3 separate regions of the Sus scrofa genome follow, and all the other regions are linked to region 3. Evidence: chromatin contacts called from public HiChIP or PLAC-seq data. All regions are on one chromosome and are shown on one strand. Each heading gives the region's core, a stretch centred on a gene start, on an enhancer-like site or on the middle of the called end of the contact. The rest is flanking DNA. Distances are from core to core; before and after follow the strand shown. Region 1 holds the start of HDHD3 (haloacid dehalogenase-like hydrolase domain-containing protein 3). Region 2 holds the start of ALAD (delta-aminolevulinic acid dehydratase). Region 3 holds the start of CDC26 (anaphase-promoting complex subunit CDC26).

Evidence for each region. HiChIP or PLAC-seq counts read pairs in DNA pulled down with a chosen protein or histone mark.
Region 1: a contact with region 3 is called in an H3K27ac HiChIP or PLAC-seq map of alveolar macrophages. The contact joins the promoter of HDHD3 here to the promoter of CDC26 in region 3. A contact is called at or near these places in 1 of 5 promoter capture datasets (liver), 2 of 47 Hi-C or Micro-C datasets (heart right ventricle and skeletal muscle) and 1 of 2 datasets of contacts at active chromatin or transcription factors (alveolar macrophages).
Region 2: a contact with region 3 is called in an H3K27ac HiChIP or PLAC-seq map of alveolar macrophages. The contact joins the promoter of ALAD here to the promoter of CDC26 in region 3. A contact is called at or near these places in 2 of 5 promoter capture datasets (fetal liver and liver), 2 of 47 Hi-C or Micro-C datasets (liver and skeletal muscle) and 1 of 2 datasets of contacts at active chromatin or transcription factors (alveolar macrophages).

What each region holds. Positions count from the first base shown.
Region 1 is chr1:254,007,925-254,011,435 of Sscrofa11.1, reverse strand. It overlaps HDHD3 (haloacid dehalogenase-like hydrolase domain-containing protein 3), which reads left to right and starts at 1,632. Exons shown (of 3, transcript XM_021067749.1): 1 at 1,632-1,743; 2 at 2,335-2,383.
Region 2 is chr1:254,025,479-254,029,480 of Sscrofa11.1, reverse strand. It overlaps ALAD (delta-aminolevulinic acid dehydratase), which reads left to right and starts at 1,897. Exons shown (of 13, transcript XM_021067765.1): 1 at 1,897-2,031.
Region 3 is chr1:253,905,231-253,908,666 of Sscrofa11.1, reverse strand. It overlaps CDC26 (anaphase-promoting complex subunit CDC26), which reads left to right and starts at 2,008. Exons shown (of 4, transcript XM_021067696.1): 1 at 2,008-2,203. PRPF4 (U4/U6 small nuclear ribonucleoprotein Prp4) reads right to left here and starts at 1,936. Exons shown (of 14, transcript XM_005660339.3): 1 at 1,846-1,936; 2 at 896-1,073.

The sequences.
Region 1 (3,511 bases), core at 383-2,882, 100 kb before region 3:
ATAGGCTGGCAGCTATAACTCTGATTCGACCCCTAGCCTGGGAACCTCCATATGCCATGAGAGCAGCCCACGAAATAGCAAAAAGACAAAAAAAAAAAAAAAAAAAAAAAGAAAGCAAAAAGAATGCATGATGTATTATTCCATTCACACACGGTTCAGAAACAAGTATAACCATGCATTTTTTTTTATTATTTTTTTTTTTTTTTTTTTGCTTTTTCTAGGGCCGCACCAGTGGCATATGGAGGTCCCCAGGCTAGGGGTCCAATTGGAGCTACAGCTGCCGGCCTACGCCACAGCCACAGCAACGTGGGATCCAAGCTGTGTCTTCAACCTACACCACAGCTCACGGCAACGCCAGATCCTTAACCCACTGAGCAAGGTCAGGGATCGAACCCGAAACCTCATGGTTCCTAGTCGAATTCGCTAACCACTGCACCACGACGGTAACTCCAATATAACCATGCATTTAGAAGTCAGGATAGTGGTTCCCCTTCATGGGAGTAAGTGACCAGGAGACAGGGCACCAGAGTTCTAGAGATGTTCTTTTTCTTGGTCTTTGCACAGATTGCATAGATATGTCCACTTTGTAAAAATCCAAGGACAAGTACACTTCCTTGCACTTTTCCCTATGTATGGTTTTAATAAAAGTTTAAAAATAAGTAAATGAGGAATTCCCGTCGTGACTCAGCAGTTAATGAATTCAGCATCCATGAGGACATGCGTTCGATCCCTGGTTTCATTCAGTGGGTTAAGGATCCGACATTGCGGTGAGCTGTGATGCAGGTCACAGACATGGCTCGGATCTGGCGTTGCTGTGGCTGTGGTGTACGCCGGCGGCTACAGCTCCGATTGGACCCCAAGCCTAGGAATTTCCATGTGCTTAAGGTGCGGCCCTAAAAAGACAAAAAGGCAAAAAAAAAAAAAAGATCCGGTGTTGCCGTGAGCTGTGGTATAGGTCGAAGACGCAGCTTGGATCTGGCATTGCTGTGGCTCTGGTGGAGGCAGGCAGCTGTAGCTTCTATTTGACCCCTTGCCTGGGAACCTCCATATGCCATGGCTGCAGCCCTAAAAAGACAAAAAGACAAAAAAAATTAGTAAATGAAATTTTGGAGAGAGAGAGAGACAGATGTGTGTCTTGTGGGCCCAGCTTGGGTTTACTTAGTTCCCTTGAATGAGAATCTCAAGGAAAAAGCCCCATAAGAAACTTGATTTCTCAAAGAGAAATAACCAAAGCTAGCTAGCAGCCAGTGTTGTGACATGGTCAGGTGTCTCCAGAAGCAATTACCAGGCCAGAGTCCACATAAGATAGATCAAGGGATAAAACCCTCTCGGAATTTTGGTCATCTGACATATGGAGGAAACTATACCCATGAAGTGGACCCATTTTTGAACCGGTAAATTACAAAGAAGCTTGTTTCAAAACAGCAGGACCTGTCATTGGCTTTTGTGTGACATGCAAGGCCCCTTTTTCTCTGCTGAAAAAGTTACTCAAAGAAATGTCTGGAGCCGTGGGCTCTCCCTTGCCGGCCAAAGGTCTGTGACTGAACTTTGCGTTTCCTCCCAGGCCCGAGCCCAGTGAGGGGGAGGTGGTTACCCAACACAAAGCAAGCCAGATCCAAACCCAAATCCCTTCTTCCCAAGTCAGCCTGGGCACCTCCCAGGAGGCGTCCAGATCCAAGGGAGGCGGAAAGGTCTTGGGGAGGAGGAAGGCAGGCAGAGAGAGCACAGAAAGGGGATAAAAAAGTGAGGGGCTGCGAGGGCAGGGTGGGCAGGGGCCCGCAAAGAGGGCACAAGGGGTGCAAAGTAATGGTGAAAGGCGGAGTACGGGACGGAAGGGGGCGCAAGAGGGACTGAGATCGCGTGGTGTCTGACGAAGGGGTAGGGAGGGTCACAGAAGGGACACGGAGGGCAGAGGCCCGCGGTGAGGGCACGTGACAAAGGCGCAGGGTCTCAGGAGGTGAGGGTACGGCGAGAGGGAGCAGAAAGGACATGGGGGGGCGGGGGGGCGGGGCGAGGCGGAGGGGCGGGGCGAGGCGGAGGGGCGGGGCGAGGCGGAGGGGCGGGGCGGGGCGGGGCGGGGCGGGCGGGGGCGGGCGGGGCGGGGCGGAGCGAGGCGGAGGGGCGGGGCGGGCGAGGCGGAGGGGCGGGGCGGGGCGAGGCGGAGGGGCGGGGCGGGGCGAGGCGGAGGGGCGGGGCGAGGTGGAGGGGCGGGGCGGGGCGAGGCGGAGGGCGGGGCGGGGGCGGGGCGGGGCGAGGCGGCGGGGCGGGGCGAGGCGGAGGGGCAAGCGGAGGCCTGGGATCTGGGAGAAAGGGGCGTCTTCATCTTTTCCCCAGTGGCTGTGCGGCTGCGGTTTCTTTCTTGACTGGCTTCTCGGCGAGGCGGGTGAGTCGTGGGCCCCAGGGACTGGCGCCGCAGGTCTCGCTGCTTTTGGCAGAGGTCGTAGAGATACTTCTCTAGCCGCGGGCTACCCGGACTTTGCCACCTCCGAGCCCTGGAGGTGGGGAGGGAGGGTGAGCAATTCAGGCCTGCGGCCAAAGTCCCTAAATTCCCCTCCAGAAACTGAGGAAAATGCTGTGGGCCCTTTGTTCTAGTTTTAGCAGCGCCAATGGCTCCCCGCGTGACTTGGGGCGAATTTCCGCCCCTCACTGGGCCTCCACCTACCCACCTGCAAAGGGAGGGCATCTTTGGACGGGTGTCCCTAAGTTCCAGACTGACTTAAATTCATTTCCTGACAAACCTCCTCTAAGGCCTGTCCCCAGGTTCACCAGCCATGATTGTCCCTCAGCAGCAGCTGGGCTGCCTTCTGAACTCTGGCCCCTCAGGTTACAGCTGAACAGGTTGGGTGTCTGGAATCTGCTCTGTCTGGGACCAGAAGCTGCTTCCACCCTCTAGACGTTGGGTTAAAGAATTTGTTTTCTCTGCAGTCAGTAATCCTTTCACTGGTTCTCCACCCAGGCAGGCATCATCACCTGGGGCTCAGAGAGGCTTTAAGACAGGGAAGACCAGGACCTCTAGGATGTGGTTGAGAGGGTTAAGAACCCGACTAGTATCCAGGAAGATGCGAGTTCCATCCCCGGCCTCTGGTTAAGGATCCAGCATTGCTGCAAAGCTGTGGCATAGGCCCCACCAATTTGACCCCTGGCCTGGGAACTTCCATGTGCTGAAGGTGTGGCCATAGAGAGGGAAAAACAAAGAAGAAGAAGGACCAGGCTGCTCTGCCCTCCCTTTTGTCCTGTGCTGTACAGGTTCACCAAAATCAGATTTTAAAAAAAATCCAACGGAGTTCCCGTCGTGGCGCAGTGGTTAACGAATCCGACTAGGAACCATGAGGTTGCGGGTTCGGTCCCTGCCCTTGCTCAGTGGGTTAAGGATCCGGCGTTGCCGTGAGCTGTGGTGTAGGTTGCAGACGCGGCTCGGATCCCGCGTTGCTGTGGCTCTGGCGTAGGCCGGTGGCTACAGCTCCGATTCAACCCCTAGCCTGGGAACCTCCATATGCCACGGGAGCGGCCC
Region 2 (4,002 bases), core at 648-3,147, 120 kb before region 3:
TCCTTCTGTTCAATGCTATATTTAAGATTTATTCATAGTGTTGCATTCACAATACTTTTTATGGATAAGAGTGACAGATTAAGGAAAAATATTTTATTATTATTATTATTATTGTTATTATTATATTGCCTTTTAGAGCTGCACTCACTGCATATGGAGGTTCCCAGGCTAGGGGTCTAATTGGAGCTACAGCTGCCAGCCTACACCACAGCTCATGGCATCACCAGATCCTTAACCCACTGAGTGAGGCCACAGATCAAACCCACAACCTCATGGATCCTAGTCAGATTCGTTTCCGCTGTGCCATGATGATGTCCTGAAGTAAAATATTTTAAAAGGTGATTCCTGAAGTAAAATATTTTAAAAGATGATGTCCTGAAGTAAAATATTTTAAAAGATCGGGAAGTGGGAACCGATCTTTCAGTCAAAAACAAGAGCGAGACATGGGAAAAATAGATTACACCAAAAAAAATTTTTTAATTTTCCACCCTGTTTGAGATCTTAGAGGTAATAGATGGTCCTAATTTTTTTTTTTCCACCGTGATCGTGGCATGCTTAAGTTCCCTGGCTAGGGATCGAACCCCTGAAGCACAGCAGTGGTAGTGTCAAATCCTTAACTGTTAGGCCACCAGGGAACTCTGGTCCTAATTATTTCTAGTTATCAATAAAGTCAGAGATGGAACAGGTGTCATGAAAGAAACAGGCAGCGGATCTAAACTTGAGGTGGGGGGGTAATAAATAGTAATTACCTCTATGAGTTGAAGGAGTATGGATAGCAGGAGTTGAAGAGAAAGCCCAGTGTGACATGGGGCAAATTAATCTCCTGGCAATTGTTTTCCCAGTCTATAAAATGAGGATTGTAACAGAATTATCAAATTAGGTAAGTGAATGTAAAATGTATGGGACTGTCCCTGACTCTTTAATGCACAGCCTTCTTTCCACCACCTTCCTTATTTGAACGCAGATCAGAACTTGTAGCAAGGAACTAAGCAGTGTCGTATTTCCCCAGCATTAAGCCTCTTGGACTTGTAATAGAAAGATGCATAAAACAGGTTTGGGATACAGATTTTGAGAAATAAGATCTGAGAATAAATATAGTACAACCCACTGGCATCCTTCACAGTTCAAAGTCAACTTTTCAATAATCCCTGTCTCACCTTTATAAAGGAATTCCTTTGCTAGGGTATATTGACCCCGACCCCTATTTCACTCATCTGATCCCACCAGTTCACCTAAGCCCCATAAGCGTCACCAGATCCTTCCCACCCTTGCACATACCCTGCAGCATTTTACCTCCACCCCCGCCCCGCCCCCGGACTTGCGGGCAAATCTTTCTTTGTACCCGTCACGGACAGACAGGTCTGATGCTCCTATCAGACTTGGAGCCTTTCCAAAGTACCCATGTCTTTCACATCACAGCTCTGAAACTATGGCACAAGAGTAGGTCCTGAGAAATTACGCTGGAATAAATTTTGTCTGAAAACTTGGAAGCCAGCCTGGTGCTTAACTAATTTAAAATGCTCAGTCCGCAAAAAAGGACTTAGCTATTGTGTTAGGTATTACGGTGTTGTTTAAAATCCTTGAGATCTAATTATTCTTTCAACAATCAGCGCCAAACGTGCTGGGCTGGGAAGAGAAAAGCTGTAAAGAGAACCGCAAAGCTGTAGCTGCCTCCCACGCCTGCTCACACGCAACGCCCCTCTCGCAGTGCTGCAGCACTGTCCAAGTGGGCGCCCTGGCGGTCTTCCCTGCACAGGCGCGGACCTCGCTGAGGGGAGGGGCGGGCCCTCCAGCCCTTCAGCGCACCCGATTGGCCAGGTCTGCCGCCGTGCGTGGGCGGGGCTGTAGCTGGAGCTGACCAGCCCTCAGGCAAAGCACCCGCAGGGGGCGTGGCCTGCAACCTGTCGGGGGCGGGCTGTGAGAGGGGGGCGCTGCTTCCGGGTGAGCTGCCCCGCCCCCGCGTGGGCCCAAGAGACCAGAGCTCGCGACTGTGGTGGCGGGAGTAGCGGCGTGGATTCCTTACGAAAGCCGGTGAGTGGGGGCCAGACTCCGGGAGTTGGCAGACTTGGACGCGGGGGCTCTGGCACCAAGAGTCTTGTATCCCCAGACCCAGATCGTGCTGTACTCCAAGGAGCGCCGGCGATGTCGCTGGAGACGGAGTCATTGTGGGACCCCTGTTTGGGTTCTTAGAGTTAGATGTCCCGCTGCAGCGGGGTTGGGGTCTCCGCGTGGCTGTAGTCCTTGGAGACTCGGGGCTGTAGTTCTTGGAGACTCCGAGTCTCCTCTCTGGGCTCCATTCCCTCGGAGATCGCTGGGGTAGTCTCCATCAGTGCAGAGCCCGCGGTGCCTAGCAGTATGGGGGAGGGAGGTGCAAGCAATAACAGCCACTCTGTGCTAGCCTTGTATGTACGGTGCATGCATTGGCCCATTCAGTCTTACAACAGCCCATCAAGCTCAGTTCAAGCCCTTATTGGCCAGATGAGGGGACTGAAGTCACACAGCTGAAAAGTGACAGAACCAGGATTTGAACCCACGTGTAGAGACTCCAAAATCCACAAGCCTAACCATCTTGCTGCTAGCTGCAACCAGGTCCAGAGTTGCCTTTCTACCTCTTCCCTCCCAACCTCTTTCACCAAGAGCTCTCCAGGAGTCCACCTCTGCTGATGAGCAGCTTTGAAATCTATACTTAGGAGTTCCTTTTGATTCCGTGTTTTAAGAATCCAGCTGGTATCCCTGAGGATGTGGGTTTGATCCCTGCCTTTGCCCAGTGAGTTAAGGATCCAGCCTTCCTGCAAGCTGCGATATAGGTCACAGATTCCCCTTGGATCTGGCTTGGATCTAGCATTGTTGTGGCTGTGGCATAGGCTGGCAGCTGCAACTCTGATTCCACCCCTAGCCTGGGAACTTCCATACGCTTCAGCTGCAGCCCTAAAAAGAAAGAAAGAAATCTATACTTAAAATATCAAAGGGGAGTTCCCGTCGTGGCGCAGTGGTTAACGAATCCGACTAGGAACCATGAGGTTGTGGGTTCGGTCCCTGCCCTTGCTTAGTGGGTTAACGATCCGGCGTTGCCATGAGCTGGGGTGTAGGTTGCAGACGCGGCTCGGCTCCCCCGTTGATGTGACTCTGGCGTAGGCCGGAGACTACAGCTCCGATTAGACCCCTAACCTGGGAACCTCCATATGCCACGGGAGCGGCCCAAGAAATGGCAAAAAGACCAAAAAAAAAAAAAAAATCAAGGGGTAATGGTGGACACTGATGACCTCACTGCCAGAGACCTGGATTCTAGCCCCAGATCTGCCATTGGCCCCTGCACAATCTTGGCCCAAATGCCTGCCCCTCTCTGAGCCCAGTTCCCCATCATGCCAATAGTGTTCATTTCAATGATGCAATCAGCAAGCTTTATGAACCCTCCTAACCAGCATGTTCTGGGATTTTTGGAATTGGCAAATTCTCCAAATTCTCCTAATGGCTAAGCCCAGACGAGACTGGGCTCTTCAAAGGCAAGGCAAGGCCTGGGTCTCATTCTTCTCTTTTATTTCTGTTTCTAGCACCGGTTAGGCCCAGAGTAGACATTCAGAAAATGCAGGCTGAATCAATAGGCAGCTGGTCAGTCCCGTTTCAGAACTGCCTGACACCTGCTGTCCTGGGCCTTTCTGGGACTTTGGATTTCTCAGTTCTGGCCACCTTCTCCCTCCTGGCCCTCCTGACTGCCTCCTCCCCTGCTAGTGGCAGAGCCTGCCATAGCTGGCAGTAGCTCCCAACCCTCTGTGCCAGGACCACAGCCTCTGGAATCCTCAGCAGAGCACAACAACAGGGAATCGGACCCTGCAGCTCTTCTCAGCCCCTCCTGGTGGTAGTTCTCAGGGCCCAGCTTCCGTTACTCCCCACTTGAGGAAGTTACCTTCTAAGGAAAGAGGTAACTTCCTAAACAATCTGAGAATTTACTCATCCCTCAGTGTCCCCTCTTCCATGAAGCCATCCATCCTTGTCTCTCAGAGA
Region 3 (3,436 bases), core at 759-3,258:
ATTATGAACCAGGGTAGTTCCAAACCAATGCCAGAACTATCCTAGATATCCATAAGATAAGTGGAATCAATCTGAATCCAAACACACACTGAATAAATTCCCAGTAAAATTATTAACAATTCAGGGAAGAAAACCTGTATAAAAGGTTTTAAGAAAAAAGGTTCTGGGAGTTCCCGTCGTGGCGCAGTGGTTAACGAATCTGACTAGGAATCATGAGGTTGCAGGTTCGATCCCTGGCCTTGCTTAGTGGGTTAATGATCCGGCGTTGCTGTGAGCTGTGGTGTAGGTTGCAGACGCAGCTTGGATCCCGAGTTGCTGTGGCTCTGGCATAGGCTGGCGGCTACGGCTCCGATTAGACCCCTAGCCTGGGAACCTCCCATATGCCGTGGGAGTGGCCCAAGAAATGGCAAAAAAGACAAAAAAAAAAAAGTTAAAAGAAAAAAGGCTCTGGGGTAATGTTAAATGGGTAGGCAGAAAGTATGGCCTTCGAAAGATGCAAATTTTTGTTTGTTTTTTTGTTTTTTTGCTTTGTTAGGGCCGCACTTGGGGCATTTGAAAGTTCCCAGGCCAGGGGTCAAACTGGAGCTGCAGCTGCCAGCCTACAACACAGTCACAGGCTCTTGGGATCTGAACCACGTCTGAGACCTACACCACAGCTCAAAGTAACAGTGGATCCTTTAATCCACATTTGAATGAGGTCAGGGATCCAACCTGCATCCTCTTGGATACAAGTTGGGTTCGTGTAACCCGGGAGCCACAATAGGAACACCAATAGATGCAAGTTTAATATGCGAAGTTTTCTGACACTATACTTGTGATATCTACGTTTAGGAAAGTAAATATTACAGAAATTTTGAGCACCCAAAGTAGAGATGGACTACAGTTTGCATCTTACCAGAGGTTATGTTAATATTCCCTGCTTCAATTCCTGCTTTAAGTCCTTCTTTTCCCAAAATCCCAGACTCTCCTTTGGCCAGCCGTTCCCTCTCCTTTTCTTCCAAACTTCCATAATAGATGTGTGGTTTCTTCACAACAGGAGCGACTAAGTCATCAGGTGCCTTAGTTTTGGTTGCCTGTTAAATCAAAGACCTGGATGAACCTAAAGCTTAATCTCAGCAATTTGCTAGCTTCCCAGAGGATGAAGCTTATCCAGAGCTTCAATCCTATTCCCTCCCCCAAAAAAGACAAGTTGGACACCAATTAAGATGTATCTTCCCTGATGGAGTGGGGCAGGGGGGAGTGTTCCAGTCTCTCAGTCACTTTAAGTTTTGCAGATAGGAAGAGATAGATAAAACTAGTGAATTTCTCTTGTGATTTTTCTATCAATGGTTTGCTTTGGAACATGTTTACTTCATTTGGTTGGAGGTGCAATCTCTTCTTGGGTTTTATGAAACTTTCAGGGCCACTGCTCATCACAGGAGATATCAAGAATAACTGAAATAACCAACGCCATGATAAAGGGGAACAAGTTATAAAGTTACCGGTCTATACAATTCAAACGTTTTCAGACGCGAGGTAGTAGATATGAAGTTAGGAGGCCTCATTATAATCAAGACTGACACTGTCGTAAATCTTGGCCAAAACCCTACTCCCTTTCAGAGCTCCGTTTCTGAACGAGACGGAAGAGGTATTTACATTTTAGGGTTGTTGTAGTAAGAGATGAAAATGACCTAAAACACACTCCGGTCACTCAAAGAAAAACGCTGCTCAGCTCTCTAAGACCAGACCGAGTCTGGCAGCCTTCCTCCTCAGTCCTCCACCGCCCGTTCCCTAACGGCTCTGTTCTGCACGGACCCCCCACCCCTCCGCCCTCCCTGCCCTGCCAGAGTGAGCCGAGATCCGTACCGTGGAGGAGGCTCGCGAGGAAGCCATGCTGGGCTCCGAGGCCGCGAAGCTTCAGCAAGAGGCGAGCCCTACGTTCCAGACCATCCACCGCGCGCCTAACAAAGCGGAATTACGTCCAGACCGGAAGTGGGCCGAGGGCCGAAGCCGCGTCCTGGGCGCCGTAGAGCATGATGGGAATCGTAGTAGGAAAGGCTCTGGGTGCGTTGAGCGTTGTGACACGTACAGCCTCTAAAAAGAGCACGCGGAGGACGAGGTTCTGCGAGGAGAGAGACTCAGAGCAACCTGGGAGGTGTAGTGCAGTTGACATAGCAGAAGATTCGGGGTGGGCGCTGAGGTTCCGGGAAAGGGCTGAAAAGAGGTAGGTGCTTCAAGTCGCGCGCCTCCGGACTGAACTCCGGGAGTGAAACGGCACCTTCCGGGGTCTGCTGCCGCTCCCGGCCCTGCGAAGAGCTTTAAGTCCTCCTAGAGTGGTGGACCATGTTGCCATGGAAACCTTTGCCCCGGACCCAGGAGTGCGGTCCTGTAGCCGCGAAAGGAGTGTGCTTTCCTCCGCTGTCGGGAAGTTCTCTCGGCAGCTTCTTTTGAGCTGGGTGGATTTTCGGTGCATTTGGGCAGTGGCGAAAGAATAAGCTCGAAGAGCCCTCTAGCGCCAGAGTAAAATAAAGAGCCAGCGGAGGAGCCATGGCCTGTGTTTGGTCTATATTACTCGGAGTGAGATGAAGAATGTCAGGCGTCAGGTAAACTGCGCGCAAGCAGCTCTGCACAGCCCTGTGTTGCCCTGGGTGTTGGGGCACCAGAGATCGACAAGACAAGGTTTTTGCTCCCGTATCGGGGGTGGAGATTTTTCAAAATTTATTGTTGTTTCCCGAGCTGGACAGAGCCTCCTACCCTCTCCAAGGGCAGTTACAATAATAATGGCTACATATTTGAGCGTTTACTAAATGCCAAGTTACGTACGTTACAGGCACTTATCTGCATCACGTCATTCAATCCATACAACACCTGAGTACAGATACAAGGGAAGAAGCTAAGATCTAGTGAAAGGCGAAGCTAATTGTCCAAAATCAGTGGCAACAGAATTTGAGTCTCTGCCCTTTGCCTCCAAAGCAAGCACTTTTACCCATTACACTATACTTCTTCATAGTGGTGAGCTTTTTACAGCTTGCGGGAAAGTTAGAATGTATCACAGTTGTTTTTTTCTTTTAAGCATTCTCTTGGAACTTTGGCTTCCTCTTGCCTTTGTCTACGTTGGAATCAAGATCCTATTTGATTTGGGAGTTCCTGTCGTGGCGCAGCAGAAACGAATCCGACTAGGAACCAGAGGTTGTGGGTTTGATCCCTGGCCTTGCTCAGTTGGATCCGGAGCTTAAGGATCCGGCATTAGGGTGAGCTGTGGTGTAGGTCGCAGACGCGGCTCGGATCTGGCATTGCTGTGGCCCTGGCGTAGGCCGGCAGCCACAGCTCTGATTAGACCCCTAGCCTGGGAATTTCCATATGCTGTGGGAGCGCCCTAAAAGGACAAAAAAAAAAAAAAAAAAAAATCGTATTTGATTTAGTACCAAAAAATTTGAAATGTAATGTGTCAGTGTTT